Regions from separate parts of the Ovis aries genome. Here region 1 is linked to region 2. Evidence: chromatin contacts called from public Hi-C data. All regions are on one chromosome and are shown on one strand. The core of a region is the stretch at or near the end of the contact, and the rest is flanking DNA. Distances in the headings are between cores, read along the strand shown. Region 1 holds the start of MRPL32 (mitochondrial ribosomal protein L32). Region 2 holds the start of LOC101118606 (cytochrome c oxidase assembly factor 1 homolog).

What was found. A called contact is a pair of places that touch in the nucleus more often than the background predicts.
Region 1: a contact with region 2 is called in a Hi-C map of skin fibroblasts, with 5 times the contacts expected there. The contact joins the promoter of MRPL32 here to the promoter of LOC101118606 in region 2. A contact is called at or near these places in 10 of 16 Hi-C or Micro-C datasets (blood, liver, mixed tissues and 4 more).

What each region holds. Positions count from the first base shown.
Region 1 is chr4:79,789,167-79,794,408 of ARS-UI_Ramb_v3.0, reverse strand. MRPL32 (mitochondrial ribosomal protein L32) reads left to right here and starts at 1,850. Exons shown (of 3, transcript XM_004007996.6): 1 at 1,850-2,008; 2 at 3,884-4,065. The coding sequence starts at 1,879. It overlaps PSMA2 (proteasome 20S subunit alpha 2), which reads right to left and starts at 1,657. Exons shown (of 8, transcript XM_004007997.6): 1 at 1,598-1,657. The coding sequence starts at 1,638.
Region 2 is chr4:79,022,295-79,027,098 of ARS-UI_Ramb_v3.0, reverse strand. It overlaps LOC101118606 (cytochrome c oxidase assembly factor 1 homolog), which reads right to left and starts at 3,319. Exons shown (of 6, transcript XM_060414798.1): 1 at 3,220-3,319.

The DNA.
Region 1 (5,242 bases), core at 601-3,100, 770 kb before region 2:
CAGGCAGATTCTTTACCAGCTGAACCACAAGGGAAACCCAAGAATACTGGAGTGGGTAACCTACCCCTTCTCCAGCAGATCCTCCTGACCCAGGAATTGAACAGGGGTCTCCTGCATTACAGGAGGATTCTTTACCAGCTGAGCTAAGAGGGAAGCCCACTGGTTGTCAATATCCCCAACTAAATGTTATCCTCAAGAACACCTTTTCATCCTATAGTATAGTCTCTTATCACATCTACCATTAATAATTCTGATTACAACAGGACAGAAACAATTTTTAAAATCCAAAACAGAATTGCACCATCATATTAAAAAAAAAAAACAAGAGTGTGTTTAAACAAGGAAATTTATTATGGAAAGATTCAGTCCCTGATAACATATGGTTGTTTCATGTTTCAGCTGGGATTAGGATAACACTTTCTTAAAGATAAAGGTCCAGATTTTGTCTCTGAATACGAACAGTAGCGACCTGTCAAACTTTGTTTCATATCATTGTATATGAAGAGATCTTTTTTAAAAAAGATAAATATTCTAGTATTTTCAGAAGACATTACACAGTAATGCAAAGTGTATTAATTTTGTCGTCAGAAAGAACCCAGTTTAAATATTAACCTATGACCAGGGAGGAGTTATTGAATTTGAGTTGTGGTCAGCTCATCTGTAAAATGTTTAGAAAACATGTATCACACAGAGTAGCCTAAAGAGATGGGAGTAAGCTCCACCCACACAGAAAGTACTCAACAAGTTGGATGCCGCCCGTCTTTAGCTGTCAGATAATATTTTTAATTAAACAGGCCATTACTGATCTGTAGGAAAATGGCCAAATTGAATCCTTCTCCCGTCAGTACAGCCTTTGGTGACGGTTTTCTTACACCGGGAACGATGATAGTGCATCTCTGATTTATTTTGAAAAACATGCTTACATAAATATTCTAAAGTTCAAAAGCCTACCATCTTTCTTTAAATAAACATATCCCCCTTCAAAAATAACAGCCCCAAAGCAAATACAGCCTATTTTGGAGCCCACAAAGACAAGGGGCTAGAAACACTACCACTTTCACTTTCAGTTCTTAAGCTTCCAGTAGGGGCACCGAAGAAATCGAAAGCGGGAAAAGGTTTCCAAAGACATTAGCGCCAAATGGAAGCTAAGACTAGAACTGAACTGTAAAGTTGGGTCTTTCCAAGAAAAAGGAACCCCACAGGGCTGACCAAGATTCCGACCTCCAGAAGCTCCTGAATCAGGCCTACTTGAGTCAGGAAGAAAGAGTTCTGAACAGGAAACCTGAAAGCAGCTCATTCAAAATTGCCTTTTTCTCTAGTTCCAAAGCGAAAGAAAATCCCTGGGTGAGGGCCTCAACTTCCCACAGCGCCTAGATCTCCCAGGATACCCTGACTCGCGTTCCCACGGTCCCCAGGCACCAATGCTCCCCAGGCCGCGGGAAGGCCCCGCAAATGACTTGGCAAACTCGCATTTCCACCCCCATTTCCTACGAGGCCCTCAGGAAGCGCCAAGTCAGAGACCAGGAAGGTAAAAACCTGGTCGGCAGAGCTCCTGCAACCTCGGTTACGTGGAGGACCTCGGGAGTCCCTTCCATACCTGAATGTAGTCAGCGAAAAGCTGTAACCACGCTCCGCCATCTTTACCCGAAGAACCAACGCACATCCGCGCACATGCGCGCTGAAGCCAGTTTCGTTTCTTTTTCCCCGCCCCGCGCGTTCCTTTCTAGATTTCTGATTGGAGAAAAGGCAGAGCCGCTCCAGAAGAATGCTGGGAGTTATAGTTCCAGGTGCGCGTTTGCCCGACTCTGTGTCTATGCGCATGCTCAAGGTAGGGGCGGGACTCAGAGGCCTGGTGGGGGTGGCTTTCGGCCGAGCAACATGGCGCCCACCATGCTGGTGCTGCTGGTTCCGCCGTTGCCCGTAGCCCGAGGACTTCTCTGGAACTGTTGGAAGCAGCTGCAGCGAAAACTTCTGCAGAGCCGACCAGGTTTTCCCAGTCCTCCATGGGGTACGTAAAGAGGCCTCCGTGGAGAGGGGTTTGGACTGGGGACTCCAGGCAGCGTGGTGAAGTCTGCTCGTATTTAGCCTGCTCCGGTGTTCTGATCTTTGGCTGTGTGTAGGGATCGTTGTCCCGGACATTCACTTGCTTAGGAACAAAGACAGCAGTTTTTGCTCCCCAGTCCCCTGCAAAAAGGAAAAGAAACGTCCTCTGACTGTCCCATTCCTACAGAGAATGTAACCGAAGTGCATTAACTTAGCATCAAGGGACACCGCTCTCTAGATCTTCTTTTCTTTCCAGTCCAGTCCACCACCTAAAGCAGTTTGCCTTCTGTACCATTTGAGCTGTGTCAATTGACTCTTGATCCTCTATTTCCCCTGAAAACTAATTTTAAATGGAAATATCTTGGGTGTTAAAATTGTTGTTGCTTTGATATTTACATCCTACTCGATTTCGAAGTTATCCCGAACATAATAATGATAATACTCGGGAGAGCCCACTAAATGTCAAGTGAAGTGAAGTGAAGTCGCTCAGTCGTGTCCGACTCTTTGCGACCCCATGGACTGTAGCACGCCAGGCTTCTGTGTCCATGGTATTTTCCAGGCAAGAATACTGGAGCGGGTTGCCATTTCCTTCTCCAGGGGATCTTCCCGACTCAAGGATCAAACCCAGCTCTCCCGCATTGTAGGCAGCCGCTTTTACCGTCTCAGCCACTAGGAATGTCCCGCTGAATATCAAAGTCAACATATATTTCGTATAATCTCCACTACGTATAATTTCCACTTTCGTTTAATCTCGTCGTATATTTCATATAATCTCCACTAGGATCCCATTAGGTGTCTCCACTTTTGAACTGAAGAACTAGACTCAGAAAGGCCCCAAGGTCACACAGACCTTCCAGAGCCTGTGCTATTAACCACTGGTCTGTGCTTAGCAATACTTTCAGGTATATTGAAAAGGAGTATCGGTTGTTAAGTGTTAAACAGCGTTGTATATTTTTAAGAGTTCCTAAAATCAAAAGAAATATTACAGGCCTGAGGAATATAGCAAGGAGAGGGTAAATAAATCTTTTTTTAAAGTTTTTATTTTTAATTGAAGGATAATTACTATACAATACTGTGTTGGTTTCTGCCATGCATCATGAATCAGCCATAGGTATACATATGTCCCCTCACTCTTGAACGTCCCTCCCACCTCGCACTAATTTTTATAAACAGTTTAGAAAAACAAAAGTGAAATGGGTTGGTGGTCACAGGAGTAAATTAGTATCCTAGAAAGAGTGATGAGTTAGTTTTTTCCTTAGAGTACTTTCCTTAGGGAACAAGACTAAATATTATGAGAACTAAGTGTCTTAAAGGGCCTATCAGGTTATATGACTGAGGAGCTAACTCAATTTGAATATAATTTAAAAAAAAGACAATCAGCATTTATATCTGTGCTAGTAGGAAGTGGATTTTGAAAGCCTCAAGCTTAAGATTTACTTGTAACTAGGTACTGCCTATCAAGCAGAATGTGGACAATTGAGTGAATTATTATTTTTTTTTTTTTTGCCTTGGTTTGTTTAAATTTGGTGCCTCTCACACTTTTATTCATGTTTACTAAACCTCTCAGTTCTGTATTTTAAGATGAGAAACTTTTGGTAGAATTTCACTGATTCATTTAAGCAAGTGCCACTAAATATTCTGTTCTAAAGTTATTTCAGGTATGAACTTTAAGTATATTTTAATAGCTACTAAGGTTTCCTATTAAATGTCTATTGAATGTAATGTTTTAAGTTACATAGGCCTGCTGATATATTACTTTTGATTGTTAAAGAGAGTGATACTTGGAAACGGTCATTTCAGAGCTAGAAACCATTCTGTATCTCCATGGTTTATTTTGTAGGACCAGCGTTAGCGGTCCAAGGTCCAGCTATATTTTCAGAACCAACAAATGATACCAGTGGAAGTACAGAGACGTCCAGCCTTTCGGATAGTATATTTTGGATGGCGGCTCCTAAAAACAGGCGCAGCATTGAAGTGAACCGCTGTAGGAGAAGAAACCCTCATAAGCTTATTAAAGTTAAGGTAATATGGTGATTTTTGTGGGTGTACTTTTTCTCATGTCCACCACTGCATCATCTCTTGATTTGTCCATATAACCTATGAGTAAATTATTTTTAGATCCTGTATGTCTACCTTTCCCTGCTCTAAATAAATCCAATATTCTTGTTATATATGCGTCTACTGTTCTGTAGGCTAAATGCTCAGAACACAGTCAAGGAGGGAGTTCAGAGTCTGGACAGAGGACTGGGTTATAACGAGTCTGTGTGACTTTTGTATTGTGAGCTGTGCCAGTCCTGAGCTGTGTGATTTTGAACTATATGTAAATAAACGTTTTAACTATTGCAGAGCCTAAAAGTCAGAAGCAGTAGATCTGTTTGATATGAGGTTTTATTAACCCTGACAGATTTATTCTCTTCTTTTCCTGAGTCCAATGAGATACTGTGAAGTAAAATCCTTAGATAAGTAGTAAAAATAGTTAATATCTTAATAAGTGCCTTTGATGTATCTAAGTGCTTTACATGAATTATATTTTCAGAACAGCTCTCTGAAGTAAATATTGTTTTGCTCAGCTTGAGAATGAAGAAACTGAGACCAAAAGAATTCATCTATGATCCCAAACTTTGGAGAAGTTTGGAGAAGGAAATGGCAACCCACTCCAGTATTCTTGCCTGGAGAATCCCAGGGACAGAGGAGCCTAGTGGCCTGCCGTCTATGGGGTCGCACAGAGTCGGACACGACTGAAGCGACTTAGCAGCATGATCCCAAACTTAAGTGGTAGAACCAGGATTTGAGTCCTGGAAATGACAACCCACTCCAGTGTTCTTGCCTTGAGAATCCCAGGGATGGGGATACCTGATGGGCTGCCGTCTGTGGGGTCATCGGACATGACTGAAGTGACTTAGCAGTGTCCTATCGAAGTCCTATTCTCTTGAAACGTTTTTTGTGTGTGTTCCTATCCTTAGACAATTCTAGATCTCAGTGCTCCTTCTCCGTCTCCGCACCCCCACCCCCAGCACCCACCTACCATCTTCCATGGGTACACTTTCTTCATTGATCTAGTAACAAAAACTGTAGTGTTTATTACCTTTGATTTATTAATCTATTGTTTTAACAGCCATGTTTTGAGTTCATGTTTATTCCACAGTGTTCCCCAGGGCAGTGCAGATGGAACTCAAGGACAGAAAATTGACTTCCATAA
Region 2 (4,804 bases), core at 2,070-4,569:
TCCCTGGGGAGTCTCGAGGCAAGAATATTGTAGTGGGTTGCCATGCCCTCCTCCTGGGGGTCTTCTCAACCCAGGGATCAAACCCAGGTCTCCCACACTGCAGGCGGATTCTTTACCAGCTAAGCTACTCGGGAAGCCTGACAGTGTAATACCTGCTTTCACCTGAACACTTAGAGGCCGCTGCAGGATTATCAATTAGCCTAATTTCAATATTACATTTCAGGGACTATGGAAGCCCAAGGAGAGAGGGAGAAACAGGGTAACAGTCAGTTGGTGGAGCAGTCAGAACACACACATTTCTCAATTAATTTCAGTCTTATATGGGCACAGTTCATGGCACCCCAAAACAATTACAATGGCAACATAGAGGATCACGGTTGACAGATCACCATAACAAATTAATAATAATGACAAAGTTTGTAATACTGTGAGAATTACTGCAATGTAACATAGAGACACAAAGTGAGCAAATGTTGTGGGAAAATGGCACCAATAGAGTTGTTTGATGCAGGTTTGCATCAGAGGCCTTCAATTTGTTAAAAAACACACACACACACACACACACAATAATTAAGGCACAATAAAATAAGGCTTGCCAGTAAAGCTGAACGGCAACCCATTCCAGTACTCTTGCCTGGAAAATCCCATGGATGGAGGAGCCTAGTAGGCTGCAGTCCATGGGGTCGCTAAGAGTCAGACACAACTGAGTGACTTCACTTTCACTTTTCACTTTCATGCATTGGAGAAGGAAATGGCAACCCACTCCAATGTTCTTGCCTGGAGAATCCCAGAGATGGGGGAGCCTGGTGGGCTGCCGTCCATGGGGTCGCACAGAGTCAGACACGACTGAAGTGACTTAGCAGTAAAGCTAAACATGGTACCAGCAACTCAGACAAACCAGGTAACTAACATGTTAGTTTCTGTATTCCTATCATTTAAGAACAGTATCCCAAACAACCACCCAGAAGCCTTTTAAGGAAAACATTCACAGTACTGACCACATAAAAACATAAAGCATTAGAATAGTAAAATACAGAAAAAAGTTAACAAGTAGTCTGAAAATATCTGTCCCATATCTAACAGCTAAGGGGCTAATATCTTTACAGAAAAAACTCCTACAAATCAATAAGGAAAAGGCAAACCCAGCAGGGAACAGAAAAATTATATAAACTGTTTTCCACTGCTTCATCTTTCAAATCTTAAAATGCTGCTCACAGGCTCTTCACATCAATTTTCCTAAGCCTGGTCTTTCACACTTAGTAATTCACTCTGAATTACTCCCACAGATCTGTACAACATGGTCTCCAGGAAAAGTCAAAATTAAGCTCATGTGCTTCCCATTTAAAGGAACTATTGCATAATCCCGAAGACTGTCATACACCTGATGAAAGACTTGACCTAGAATACATAAAGCACTCTTACAACTCAATGGTAAACAAAAGCTTAGTTTTTAAATGCACAAAGGAATGAATAGACATTCCTCCAAAGAAGATATACATGTGGCCAATGGCACACAAAAAGATGCTCAACATTAGCCATCAGGGAAATACAAATCAAAACCACAATGAGACAATGCTTCACACCCACTAGAACAGCTAGAATTAAAAAAAAATTAAAAAGATAATAAGCGTTGGCAAGGATGTGAAGAAATCAGAACCTTTATACTGCTTATAGGAATATAAAATGGTGCAGCTGCTTTAAAAAAAAAAAAAAGAAGTCTGGTAGTTATTCAAAATGTTAAATGTAGAATTACCGTTATGACCCAGGAATCCTACTCTTACGTACACAGCCAAGAGAAATGAAATCATTATGCTTCCACAAAAAACCGTGTACACCAATGTTCATAGCAGCATTATTTAGGATAACCAAAACAACTGAAATACCCATCAACAGGACCAATGGATAAATAACTGGTGGTATATCCACACAGTGAAACAATATTCAGCAATAAAAAGAAATGAAGTACTGATACACTTCAACACGTTAAGCGAAAGAAGACCACATGGTTTATAATTTTATCAGCCTATTCTAGAATTGTCCAGAATTGACAAATATATTTATATATTCAGCAGATTAGTACTTCCTTAGAGCTAAAAGTGGGGTAAGGAGGAACTCAAGGGAGACTGCTAATGGGTACAAGGTGTCTTTAAAAATGGTTTAAAACTGTGGTTGTCGGATGTACAACTTTGTGAACGCACTAAAAAGCAATGTGTGTTTTAAAATTCCATGGTGTGTGAACTATATCTCAATCAAGCTGTTATTTTTCAAAAGGACTGCAGGTTGGGCTTTTTCTCCCCAATTTTAACTCCATTTTCCCCTCAGTTCCTAAAACAGTGTCTGGCAATAACCACGAATTCACTAAATTCTGACTGAATGGAAAAGTAAATTTGCAAACGTGGGTAAACCATTATAATTAGCCAAAGAGATGAAATTACTGCAGGATGGCATGACAGGGGCATAGAGCATGTATGTGTAGGTGTGTTTCCCATGAACAGGAGATGAGACTGAAAAATTCAGCAGAAACAAGACTTTGAAGTGTCTTCAATCCAGCCAAAGGAATTTGTACTATCCTGAATCAAATGGGAAGGCCAGTAAGGTTTTAAGTAGAGGATTAACAGTCAGATCTGTGTTTTAAATGTGTAAGTTCAAGTAGAGAGTTGCTTATATCCAAAGGTGAAGGTGAGCAATGCCCCTCAGGTAAGAATAAAGAGGAATAAGGGGAAGAGGCCAGGAAAAGCAGCAAAATATAATACTTGTGCGTTTTTTGAATTACAGCCCTTTCCACACACGCACAGACTGACAAACATGCATACGCACGCTTATACGAACACCCGAAAATCACTTAAACGCTGAAAATCACTTCTATGGTCAGCCCCCTTATGGAGCTCAGCTGTGATAGAAACGAATGATCAGGACCACCGAGCCACAGTAATCTTTTATACAATCATCTAGGCAGGGTCTCTCTCAAACTGTTGTAACCTGGGACCACCGACAAAGTGCAGTTCCACCTCTTCACAAATGTGCTCCTGGAAATGCTCACCAAGGACCACGGGGCAAGGTCACGATTAGCCCACCAGGGGTCACCCAATCAGGCAGCTCCAGGAGGTGGCGACCCAGCAAGGAGGTGGCCCCTGACGTGCTGCCCTAGCAACAGTCCGCCCCTCGCGCAAAAGCGGTCTCCAGAACGACGGGAACAAATGCTTCTGGAGTAGGACTGACCCGACTCTTTTTTCCCGCGTGGACGCTAACCTGTTAGGCGTAGAAACACCTAGCCGCAGAGAGCATGACGGCCCCTTCCGGAAGTGGAGCGTGTGGGAGTGGGTGGGGCAAACGCCGGCGGGTGGACACGCCCCGCGGGGAGCAGTCGAGACTTCCGACGTCATCTCCTCTAGGGGCTAGAGCAGTCAGGTTTGAATGAATGATTTCATATCAGGGCGCCAAAGCGACGGCATCTCAGGCTGAAATTGGTTCCGCTCCCCGGCTTCTCAGAAGCTTGTCGAGCGCGAGTAGGGCATTTGTGTTCTCAAAGCTCAGCTTTCTGTTTTGTGCACGCCATTAGCCCCCAACATACTGTCAGTCCATCAGCGGTTGCCTAGAAAATTTAAAACCACTGGTTCCTATTGCTCCTCGCAGGGATCTGGCGCTTCGATTCACCTCCAAGGATGCGAAACCACGAGCCATCTGAGCATCGCTCTGGCATTGAAGTCCATCTTGCCGATTCGACTGAGGAACTTAACGCTAATTTCTTTTATTCATTAAATATTTATTAAATTCTTACTGTGCTCCAGGGAATGGATTGTTAAGAAAAAATGTAATGCATTAGTACTAGTAATTACTTAATAAAGCGATCAGACTCGTCTGGCAGTATGTAAGTGTTCAATAAATGCTAGTTATTATTATTTTCATCTTGATTATTCCACTGTCATCATCGCTACTATTAACGTCACCCTTTACTTTAATGACAAGCTTGAAGTTCAAGTGTTACCTACCACCCAGGCCCTTGGATTCTTTAATCAAAAGAAACTGATAGAGGCCAGAGAGAAACAGAGCAAACCATACGGAAAAGAGAATTAGTAAGCTCGAAGACAGAAACCTAGAAATGATACAAATAGAAGAGAAAATTAATATTAAAAAGAGAGAAGAAAAAAAGAAAATGGGGACATTTTGACACAGCTACTTTGAGAAAACAATTGAGCAGGCCATTACATCGTATCATAAAAGTTAAGTGTAAACTAGACAATATTTACCTCAAAGATTAATAAAATTAGCATTAGGTAGGTTGGAATGAGGAGAAGGCAATGGCACCCCACTCCAGTACTCTTGCCTGGAAAATCCTATGGACGGAGGAGCCTGGAAGGCTGCAGTCGATGGGGTCGCTAAGAGTCGGACACCACTGAGCGATTTCACTTTCACCTTTCACTTTCATGCACTGGAGAAGGAAATTGCAACCCACTCCAGTGTTCATGCCTGGAGAATCCCAGGGACGGGGGAGCCTGGTGGGCTACCGTCTATGGGGTCGCACAGAGTTGCACATGACTGAAGTGACTTAGCAGCAGCAAGTTAGAATGAATGTCTTTTCTTACTTATCTTACATACTGTCATCATGAAATTGAGTCCTGACTAGTTTGTTTACAAGAAATTTTACAGTAAAACTTTCAGTTTTAAACCTGGAAAATTCCTTTGTAATCTTTACCAAAATATCATCTTTAATCCAAAGTCTATGCTTCCTCTATATGTTTTTTTAATGGGAAATTGCATGGATCTACTATAGTTTTATATATAAAACTTGTATCTGTTATAAAAA